Regions from separate parts of the Macaca mulatta genome. Here all the other regions are linked to region 1. A link is a contact called in public Hi-C data. All regions are on one chromosome and are shown on one strand. The core of a region is the stretch at or near the end of the contact, and the rest is flanking DNA. Distances in the headings are between cores, read along the strand shown.

Region 1 (2,899 bases), core at 203-2,702:
TGGCTCACACCTGTAATCCCAGCACTTGGGAGGCTGAGGCAGATGGATCACTTGAGGTCAGGAGTTTGAGACCAGCCTAGGCAACATGGCAAAACCCCGTCTCTACTAAAAATACAAAAATTAGCTGGGCGTGGTGGCACGCGCCTGTAGTCCCAGGTACTTGGGAGGCTGAGGCACAAGAATCGCTTGAACCTAGGGCTGGAGGTCAGCAAAGGACCTCTCTCTGCAAGAGAGAGCCAAGATCAAACCACTGCACTCCAGCTTGGGTGACAGAGCGTGATCCCGTCTAAAAAAAAAAAAAAAATTGAGTTGGGCACGGTGGCTCATGCCTGTAATCCCAGCACTTTGGGAGGCTGAGACAGATGGATCACCTGAGGTCAGGAGTTCAAGACCAGCCTTGAACCCAGGATGCAGAAGTTGCAGTGAGCCGAGATCACACCACTCCACTCCAGCCTGGGTGACAGAGCAAGACTCCATCTCAAAAAATAAAAATCCCCTTCTCACAGTTCACGAGTCTCTCCAAGATCTTGCCTCTGCCCTCATCTACTCCTTGTCTTCCCTCCTTCTGCAGTTGCTCACCCCTCACTCACTGACAAGCCACAGGGCCTTTGCACAAACTGTACCTCTGCCTCCTTCCCCAGTACTCCCCCTGAGCGCCCTCTAAGTTCCTTCCTCTCATCCTCCATGTCTTCACAAATGTGATTTCCTCAGGGAAGCCTTCATCCTTTGCCCCTTCCACCAGATCAGGTCACTTGTTACGTTGTACCCTCACGGACTTGTCACATGGGTGTTTATAGATTCATTGGTATGGCTGTTGAATTAGCATCTGCCGCTCTCAACAGACTGTGAGCCGTGTGAGGGCAGGAGCCTCATTTCTCTCTGCCCACCATTGTATACCCAGTGCCTTACAGAGCAGCAGACGTCAGACACTTAATAGATATTGGCTGAATGTAGCCAATGAGGCCATGTGTAACCTATGAGACATAAAATGGGCTCATCAGTATTATTTAAGGAAGGCTTCCTGGAGTGGGTAGGATTTGAGTAGGACCGAGAGATGAGGAGGTTGCCACAAACAAAGCTTGTTAGCTGGTGGACCTGGCCAAGGTACGCCTTCGCCTTGCATCTCATTTCTCATTTGTAAAAGGGGCAGGGGTTGGACAAAATGAGCTGAAGCTCTGGCATCCCATGGCCCTAGCATCCCCCAGCCCTGGATCCCACAACTCTCCCTGTTCGCATGAGAAGGGCTGTCCTCCCCAGGCAGGGGCAGAGCCCAATGTTATGCACAGAATGGGTTCTCCCAAGGCCGGAGTGCCTGATCTGCAATTCTGTGCTCGGCCGCAGGGTGATGCTCGGAGACCAGCCACACTGTCCCAAGTCCCAGCGAAGACCCGCCCGCAGCTCCGTGGGTGCCCGACCCGCCCCTCACAGTCTCCTGCCCTCCCTTCCTGTCCGTAGCGGCCGGGCCCATGGTCCGGAGCAGCCATGCTGGGCGCACGGGCCTGGTTGGGCAGCGTACTTCTGCTACCCCGCGCCGGTGTAGGCCTCGCCGCGAGCCGCAGGTACGGGCACTCCCTGCGCTTGCCTGCGGGCTCAGTGGAGGGTCTCCCGGGCACCGGTCCCCAGTGCCTGTCTGGACCACCCTTGCATGCCTGGCCCTTCCCCCACCCCACCTCCAGTATGCTTCTGAGACCTGGCCCTGGCAGTAAGGTCCTCCTCCCCTCCCCTCCCCTCCCCTCCCGTCCTCATTCTTTCCCTTCCCTCCCCTCCCCTTCCTTCCAGTGCAGTGCCAACTCCCCAGGGACTGTTCTAACACCGCTTCCAGGAAGCCTTCCTTGCACCCCAGCGCTGGATGCTGGGTCAAGGGCCTTTCTCCAATAGTACCCTGTGTCCTGTCACAGCCCTTTATTGCCGCATGGACCTTTCGTTATTTAGGTCAGCTTGCACTGCCCACTTCCAGGCTGAACTCCCTGAGGTCTCTGATTCCTTAGGTGTCCTGGGGTCTGGCCCAGGACCTGGCCCCACAGGAATCCCAGCAGGTGGGCGTTGAGTGAGGGAGTCCCCATGTCTAGTTTCCTCTGTTTGTCCCTCACCTGGTCCAGTCCCAGACCCTACTGCTCTTGGCCTGTGCAGCCACCAACAGTGGGCTGCCTTCCAGTGGGGCCACACCCAGGCCTGCCAGAGAGATGCCTCCAAGCAGCTGCTCCAGGAAGGGCCCGGGGAGGGGCCCCGGGAGGGGTAAGAATGGAGCCCCAAGAACCATTCTGCCCATTGTGACCCGCCCTGACCTCACAGCCATCCTTCCCACCACCAGGTCCAGGAGGTTGGGGGAGACTAACCTGGCAAGGAGCCCCCAATGAGCCACCTCTCCTCACCCCCCAAAAAACATAAGGGGGAGCACAAAGGCCACAGTCTCCCCCATGGTTCAGAAAGGTGGGTTGGGCTGGGAGCAGCGGTCCTACCGGGGTGCTGAGTGGAGTGGGGCAGGTGCTGGGGGGCCTGGGATAAGGTGGGTGGAGGCCCCCAGCTTGCCTGATGCACCAGTCCTCACCAGGGGTAGCTCCTCCCGGGACAAGGACCGAAGTGCGACGGTCAGTAGTTCAGTGCCCATGCCTGCTGGAGGGAAGGGAAGCCATCCTTCATCTACACCCCAGAGGGTCCCCAACCGCCTGATCCACGAGAAGTCACCATACCTCCTACAACATGCCTACAATCCCGTGGACTGGTGAGCACTCTCCCGGGGCCCTGCCTGGAATCACTGGGGTCCTAGACCCCTCCCAGACCCCCTGGGCTACTGAGTGATGCCCCACCCTGCTGGGCCTAGGTACCCCTGGGGACAGGAAGCCTTCGACAAGGCCAGGAAAGAAAACAAGCCGATTTTCCTCTCAGGTAATGCTCCCAC
Region 2 (2,899 bases), core at 214-2,713, 88 kb after region 1:
CAAGGTCAAAACACAGGGGTGGTGGGTGCTGATGAAGGGTGCTGATGAAGGGTCATGGAAGGGGTAGAGGAAGGTTCCCAGCTGCCTAGGCCGTAGAAGCCTGGCCCACCAGGGCTGGAAGAGAGCTTAGATATCACCTTGTCCACGTTTCTTAGGAAATGAAGTCCCAGAGACATCAAGGAGTTTTTTGAGATCATACAGTGTATAAAAGGTACAGAGGGGGATTGGAGGGGACTGAGTTAGTCCCTGCCCTTGGGGACCTCTCAGACTAGCAGGGAAGACAGACTCTTCATAACTAAATATAACCCAAGGCACACTGTAACAAGGTGTAAAGCTCTGTAAAGTCTTTTGCCCAGAGAGGAAGGTCGGGGGACAGGAGAGGGAGGATGTGTGTGGATGAGTGGAAGGGAAGAGGGCAGACAAAGACGGGGCGTAAAGAACTTGCCCAGTGGAGGGGTAGGAGTCCCCAGTCTCACTGCCACTCCCACGCTTATCCCATGCCCAGCCAGATCTTGGTTCTGACAGCCTAGAGCCAAGGAGACTTCCCTTCTAGTGACCTCCTGCCTGCCCAGAGAGATAGGAAGTGGTTTGTCGCTTCTGCACCCTTACTGGCTCCCACCCACGCCTGCGCTGAGCAGCCAAGGAAGGAAACACCTTCTCTTGAGAACAAGGGTCAGAAAAGGGGTGACCAGGGTGAAACTGGACAGGCCTGTGTGCGAAGGCAGGGAAGAGAAGGGCCAGGGAAAGATCTGCCCAGGAGAATTCCTTCTGAGTCCCAACAAGGGGTGCTGAGTTGGCTTCTGGGATTGTGTTAAGGAAGACAGGGCAAGAGCGGGATTGAGAGATGGAGGCATCCCCACATCTGAGGGGATACGGGGAGAAGGAGAGCTGAGGCAAGCAGGGGAAGGAGAGCACTGACAAGCCCATTTTACAGATTGGGAATGTAGAGTTTCAGCCTTAGGAGGGGGACAAGGACACTCACGTGGGGCTCCTCCTGGGGCTTCGCCTGTCCTTCCCCCCACCCTGATCAGGCTGAAGCAGAGGGAATTCACACATGTTGGGTGCCCCACTAAGTGTGCCAGGCGATACACTTTGCATACCTTTTCCATTCAATCCTCAGAGAACCCTGGGAGGAAGATTCTTCTATGATTGTCTCTATCTTACAGATGTGAAAGTAGAGGCCCAGAGAGGTGCCGAAGTGATGTGGCAAGGTCAGGGGGCCACAGAGCCTAAAAGGGCAGCAGTTTAAGAGGACATAGGAGGCCCCCTGGACGATGCTGCGGCCCCCACCCTCGCCTCACGGGTACACACCCGCGCAGTACACCCCGGTTCCCAGAGCGTGGCGCCTGCCAGTGGCCCCTGGAACCTGACGAGGAAGAGGTCAGCTTCCGGATTGAGCACGGAAGCCCTTCCCATTCTACAGATGAGGAAACCGCCCTCCGGAGAGGAACGTGACCTTCTCAAAGATTCCTTTTTTCCTAGGAAGGATTGTTAAATCCCTCTCCCAATGTCCCCTACTCAGTGACTCATCGGCCCCACGGAGTTGTTCGGGGGTGGGAGCGCCTGTGTATCCCAGTTCCCCCTTGGAAATAGACTCTACTCCAGGATTGTCAGCCTCGGTATTCAGAGGGACATCCCCCTGGCATGGCCCGGGGACCGCTCGCAGGAGCTGTCGCCGTGCCAAGGCCCCCCCACCTCTGCCCCAAAGTCCCTCCCAGGGAGGCGCTGTCGCAACCCGCGGGACGGGGGCAGGGAGACTGGACCCAGAGGCACTGGGGTAGGGCTCGGCGGGGCGGGCCCGGGCGGAGCGCGGGGTGCGGAGGGCGGAGGCGGCTCCGGCGCCCGCTCTGCCCGCCGCTGGGTCGGACCGCGCTCGCCTTCCTCGCTGCCGCGCCTTGGCCCCATGGACACCCTGTGCGGTTCCGGGGAGCTCGGCTCCAAGTTCTGGGTAAGGCGCGGGGCTCCGGGGTCACCGCGCGGGGGTCGGGGTTGGCCGGCTTCGCCCGGTCCTCGCCGCCTGCCTTCCCGCGAGGCCGGCAGGTATCCCGGGACGGAGCCCCTGAGACCGCCTGGGCGCCCGAGAGGGGGCGGTGGGCGCGGGAGGGAGGTTGGCGGCGCCGCCCGGAGCTGGGTCCCACGCAGGGTCCGGGACCTGCCCTGCTCTTCCCTTCCCGGCTGCAGCACTGAGGAGCCCGGGAAAGTGAGGCACAGTGCGTGGCTGGGTGAGTCGGCTCCACCCCAGCCCCTCTGTCGGGTGAGGAACTGGCGTTTCGCAATCAGCCGCGCGTTCGTGGTGGAGGGTCCTCCCTCAGCATCTGTCCCAGACTAGGACTCGGTTGCCCACCTGGATGCCCCAGGGCATCCCGAGCACCTGCTCAACCAGATGTTTTGGGAGGCTGGTTGTGCAGTGTCCCACCCTTCTTAGGAAGCTTTCCTGCCACTTTATTTTCTCTGGGTAAGGCTGAGGTCTGAGAGCAGGCCATCCTCACCACCCTGGACTCAGAAAGGAGAAGCAGACCCTGGTCTGGAGACAGGTACAGGGTGTCAGGATTCCTGTAGTCCAACTCCCTTCGTTTACAGATGGAGAAAGGGAGGTCCAGAGAGAGGAAGAGACTTGCCCAAAGTTACCCAGTTCAATGAAGGCAGAGCTGGGATAGAAAATCAGGCTAGAGGCCAGGTGCAGTGGTTCACGCCTGTAATCCCACCCTTTGGGAGGCAGAGGTGGGAGGATCACTTGAGCCCAGGAGTTTTAGATTACAGTGAGCTATGATCACACCACTGCACTGTGGCCTGGGCGAAAGAGCGAGACCCTGTCTGTAAAAAAATAAATAAATAAGAAAAGAAAAGAAAATCAGGCCTTTTGTGACTCTCACTCCAAATCCCTTTCTAAGACAAGCTG
Region 3 (2,899 bases), core at 170-2,669, 68 kb before region 1:
CCACGCCCGGCTAGTTTTTTGTATTTTTAGTAGACATGGGGTTTCACTGTGTTAGCCAGGGTGGTCTCAATCTCCTGACATTGTGATCTGCCCTCATTGGACTCCCAAAGTGCTGGTATTACAGGAGTGAGCCACCTCGCCCGGCTTCCTCCCTGGGTTTTATACCCTGAGGCCATGTGACATGTTGGGCTGAAGTGCTGAAGGACATCCTTTTCCTAGGGGGGACTGGAACAGGGCATGGCTGTGCTGGCCAGAACTTCCTTCCCTCAGGATGTTGCATTCTCTGCACACTCTACAGTTTTATTTATTTATTTATTGAGACAGAGTCTTGCTTCGTCACCCAGGCTGGAGTGCAGCGGCATTGTCTCAGCTCACTGCAACCTCTGCCTCCCAGGTTCGAGGGATTCTCCCTGCTCAGCCTCCTGTGTAGCTGGGATTACAGGTGGCCACCACCACGCCCGGATGATTTTTGTATTTTTGGCAGAGACGGGGTTTCAGCATGTTGGGTAGGCTGGTCTTGAACTTGTGATCTCAAGTGATCTGCCCGCCTCGGCCTCCCAAAGTGCTGAGATTACAGGCATCTACAGTTATTCTCGAGAACTACAAGCAAGAAAGGAGGGGAGAACCAGGTCAGTTCAAGGCCACTGGGAGAACTGTCCTGCACCGCCTGCCTCTGAAGCCCATGATGTTTCTGCTTTGTGGGACAGTTCTTCAGGTGCCTGCTTCCCCAGGCGTTCCCCTGTGCTGTCTCTCCTGCACATACCATCTGACTGTCCTCCCAGCACGTACACCTCCAGATGCTTGGGTTGACCTGACCCAAAACAGTCTACTCTCCCGGCCAAGCCAATGGCCCCTGGGATTTTCTGCTCCTCCAAGATCCAGCGCATAGCCCTGGTGGTGGCTCATGCCAGTACAATCCTTGGTTACTCCGGATACTGAGGCAGCAGGATCGCTTGAGGCCAAGGAGTTCAAGACCTCCCCTCTCCCAAATATTTTTTAATGAAATTAAAAGCAAGATCCAGCCCAAGTGCCTCTTCTCCCCTACTGACTCCCACACTCTTATAACAGATGACCTCACAGCACTGGGCGCACGGCTCTGGTGTCCAGCAGGCAAGGAATTAATTAAGCCTGTCCTGGCCGGTTGGCTTACCTGTCAGAAGGCAACCTGGCTTTGCGCACCTAGATGTCCCCAGCGCCCAGTTCTGAGCCAGGCACGTCAAATGTCAAGGAATTGACTGAACTAAGAGCTCCTGGATGGGTCCGGGAACTCGTCCGGGCACACGGTGCCAAAAGGCAGGCAGTCCGCTCCGCGGACTGGGGAAAGAACCGACAGGCGGCCGCGGTGAGCGCCCGGGCGCCGACAGGTGGCGCCGCAGCCCCGGGCCCGGGCCCTCTCGGCGCGCGGTCACGCAGCCCCTCTTCCTTCCGCCGGCTCCGGACTCACAGTGAGCCCTGCGCGCGTCTCTTACTCGGGTCTGTGCCCCGCGCCACGCTGGGCGCCATGGCGCTCCCCGGAGCCCGGGCCCGCGGCTGGGCGGCAGCAGCCAGAGCGGCCCAGAGGCGCCGCCGCGTGGAGGGCGCAGGAGGGTCCCCGAGTCCTGAGCCTGCGGGCCGGCGCGCGGCGCTTTACGTACACGTGAGTAAGGGCGGGGGCGGAGCCCGCAGTGTGTGGCCGCATTGGTGGCCGTGACCGTGGCGGTCCAAAACCCAGGTGGCGGCTTGTCACTCTATGAACCCGCCTGCCGTGTTTCCGTGCCCCCGTACGAGGTCTGGGATGGGACCCGGTGCCTTGGCAGGGAAATGACTTGGTACAGAAACCTGAAGTCTCTGCTTCTCACCAGCTCGGTGACTGACCAAATGGTTCCGATTTCACAACAGTTTTCCTCTTAGCAAGACAAATTTTTTTAAGAGCCGTGTTCTGATTCGGTAGCTGGGAAAATGGCCCGTAGGAAAATTGTATGCAAATTCTTTGATCCCAGAAAGAGCTTGGATTGAGTTCCTTCCTGACGTCTGCTGGTTGGAAGAGGCAGCGTAACAAAGGAGTGAGCCTCAGTTTTCTCACATTGAAGTGGATATAATAACCCCAGTGCGACTGCCTTGGGGAGTTGTGTGGCCTAGATGTCCTAGCTACTGTGGAAGGACCTCGGGATGGGGGTGGGGATGGGGTTGGGGATGTGTGCGACTAAACCCTGGAAGTGGCCAGGGCAGCTCTCACCGTGCACCTGCACCCACTGCCCCCAGTGGCCTTACTGCGAGAAGCGCTGCAGTTACTGTAACTTCAACAAGTACATCCCCCGCGGCGTAGAGGAGGCTGCCATGCAGAAGTGTCTGGTGACCGAAGCGCAGACGCTGCTGCGGCTCAGCGGGGTGCAACGGTGGGTAGTGGGGGCTGTAGGCAGCGTTTTGGGAATTATTTGGAGGAGTAGTGGGGGATAGGTGCAGGCATCCCCGAGGGCTCCCCCAGGTCTCATTTCTCCATCCTCTTTCCCCAGGGTGGAGTCTGTGTTCTTTGGTGGGGGGACTCCCAGTCTAGCCAGTCCCCACACGGTGGCTGCTGTCCTGGAGGCTGTGGCACAGACAGCCCACCTGCCTGCAGACTCGGAAGTCACATTGGAGGCTAATCCCACTTCAACTCCAGGCTCCAGACTGGCAGAGTTTGGGGCAGCAGGGGTCAACAGGTTGTCCATAGGCCTCCAGGTAACCCATGGCACCCAGCCCATCCCAGTGCACCCTGCCCTTCAGTGCTATCTCCTCTTTGGTCACATTCATTCATTGGACAGACATTGATTGAGCACATTCTGGGTGCCAGGGACACAATAGGGCCTAGTGTGACACTTTTGTAACTCCTTAATTGTCTGCTGCTGTCATAGAGCACAAACTTCATGAGAAAGGATCAGGT

The links. Hi-C and Micro-C count contacts between places; a contact is called where the count stands out from the background.
Region 2: a Hi-C map of liver shows a contact between it and region 1, with 2.7 times the contacts expected there. The contact joins the promoter of ABCC3 here to the promoter of SPATA20 in region 1. A contact is called at or near these places in 6 of 14 Hi-C or Micro-C datasets (CD4 T cells, blood, fetal cortex germinal zone and 3 more).
Region 3: a Hi-C map of fetal cortex germinal zone shows a contact between it and region 1, with 1.7 times the contacts expected there. The contact joins the promoter of RSAD1 here to the promoter of SPATA20 in region 1. A contact is called at or near these places in 2 of 14 Hi-C or Micro-C datasets (fetal cortex germinal zone and liver).

What each region holds. Positions count from the first base shown.
Region 1 is chr16:59,458,502-59,461,400 of T2T-MMU8v2.0, reverse strand. SPATA20 (spermatogenesis associated 20) reads left to right here and starts at 1,452. Exons shown (of 17, transcript XM_077971178.1): 1 at 1,452-1,559; 2 at 1,933-2,036; 3 at 2,552-2,722; 4 at 2,822-2,886. The coding sequence starts at 2,607.
Region 2 is chr16:59,370,635-59,373,533 of T2T-MMU8v2.0, reverse strand. ABCC3 (ATP binding cassette subfamily C member 3) reads left to right here and starts at 1,463. Exons shown (of 32, transcript XR_013406517.1): 1 at 1,463-1,948. It overlaps LOC106993999 (a long non-coding RNA gene), which reads right to left and starts at 1,235. Exons shown (of 3, transcript XR_013406530.1): 1 at 1,101-1,235.
Region 3 is chr16:59,526,720-59,529,618 of T2T-MMU8v2.0, reverse strand. It overlaps RSAD1 (radical S-adenosyl methionine domain containing 1), which reads left to right and starts at 1,419. Exons shown (of 10, transcript XR_003723772.2): 1 at 1,419-1,636; 2 at 2,242-2,375; 3 at 2,493-2,697. LOC114673135 (a long non-coding RNA gene) reads right to left here and starts at 1,609. Exons shown (of 2, transcript XR_013406524.1): 1 at 1,151-1,609; 2 at 296-600.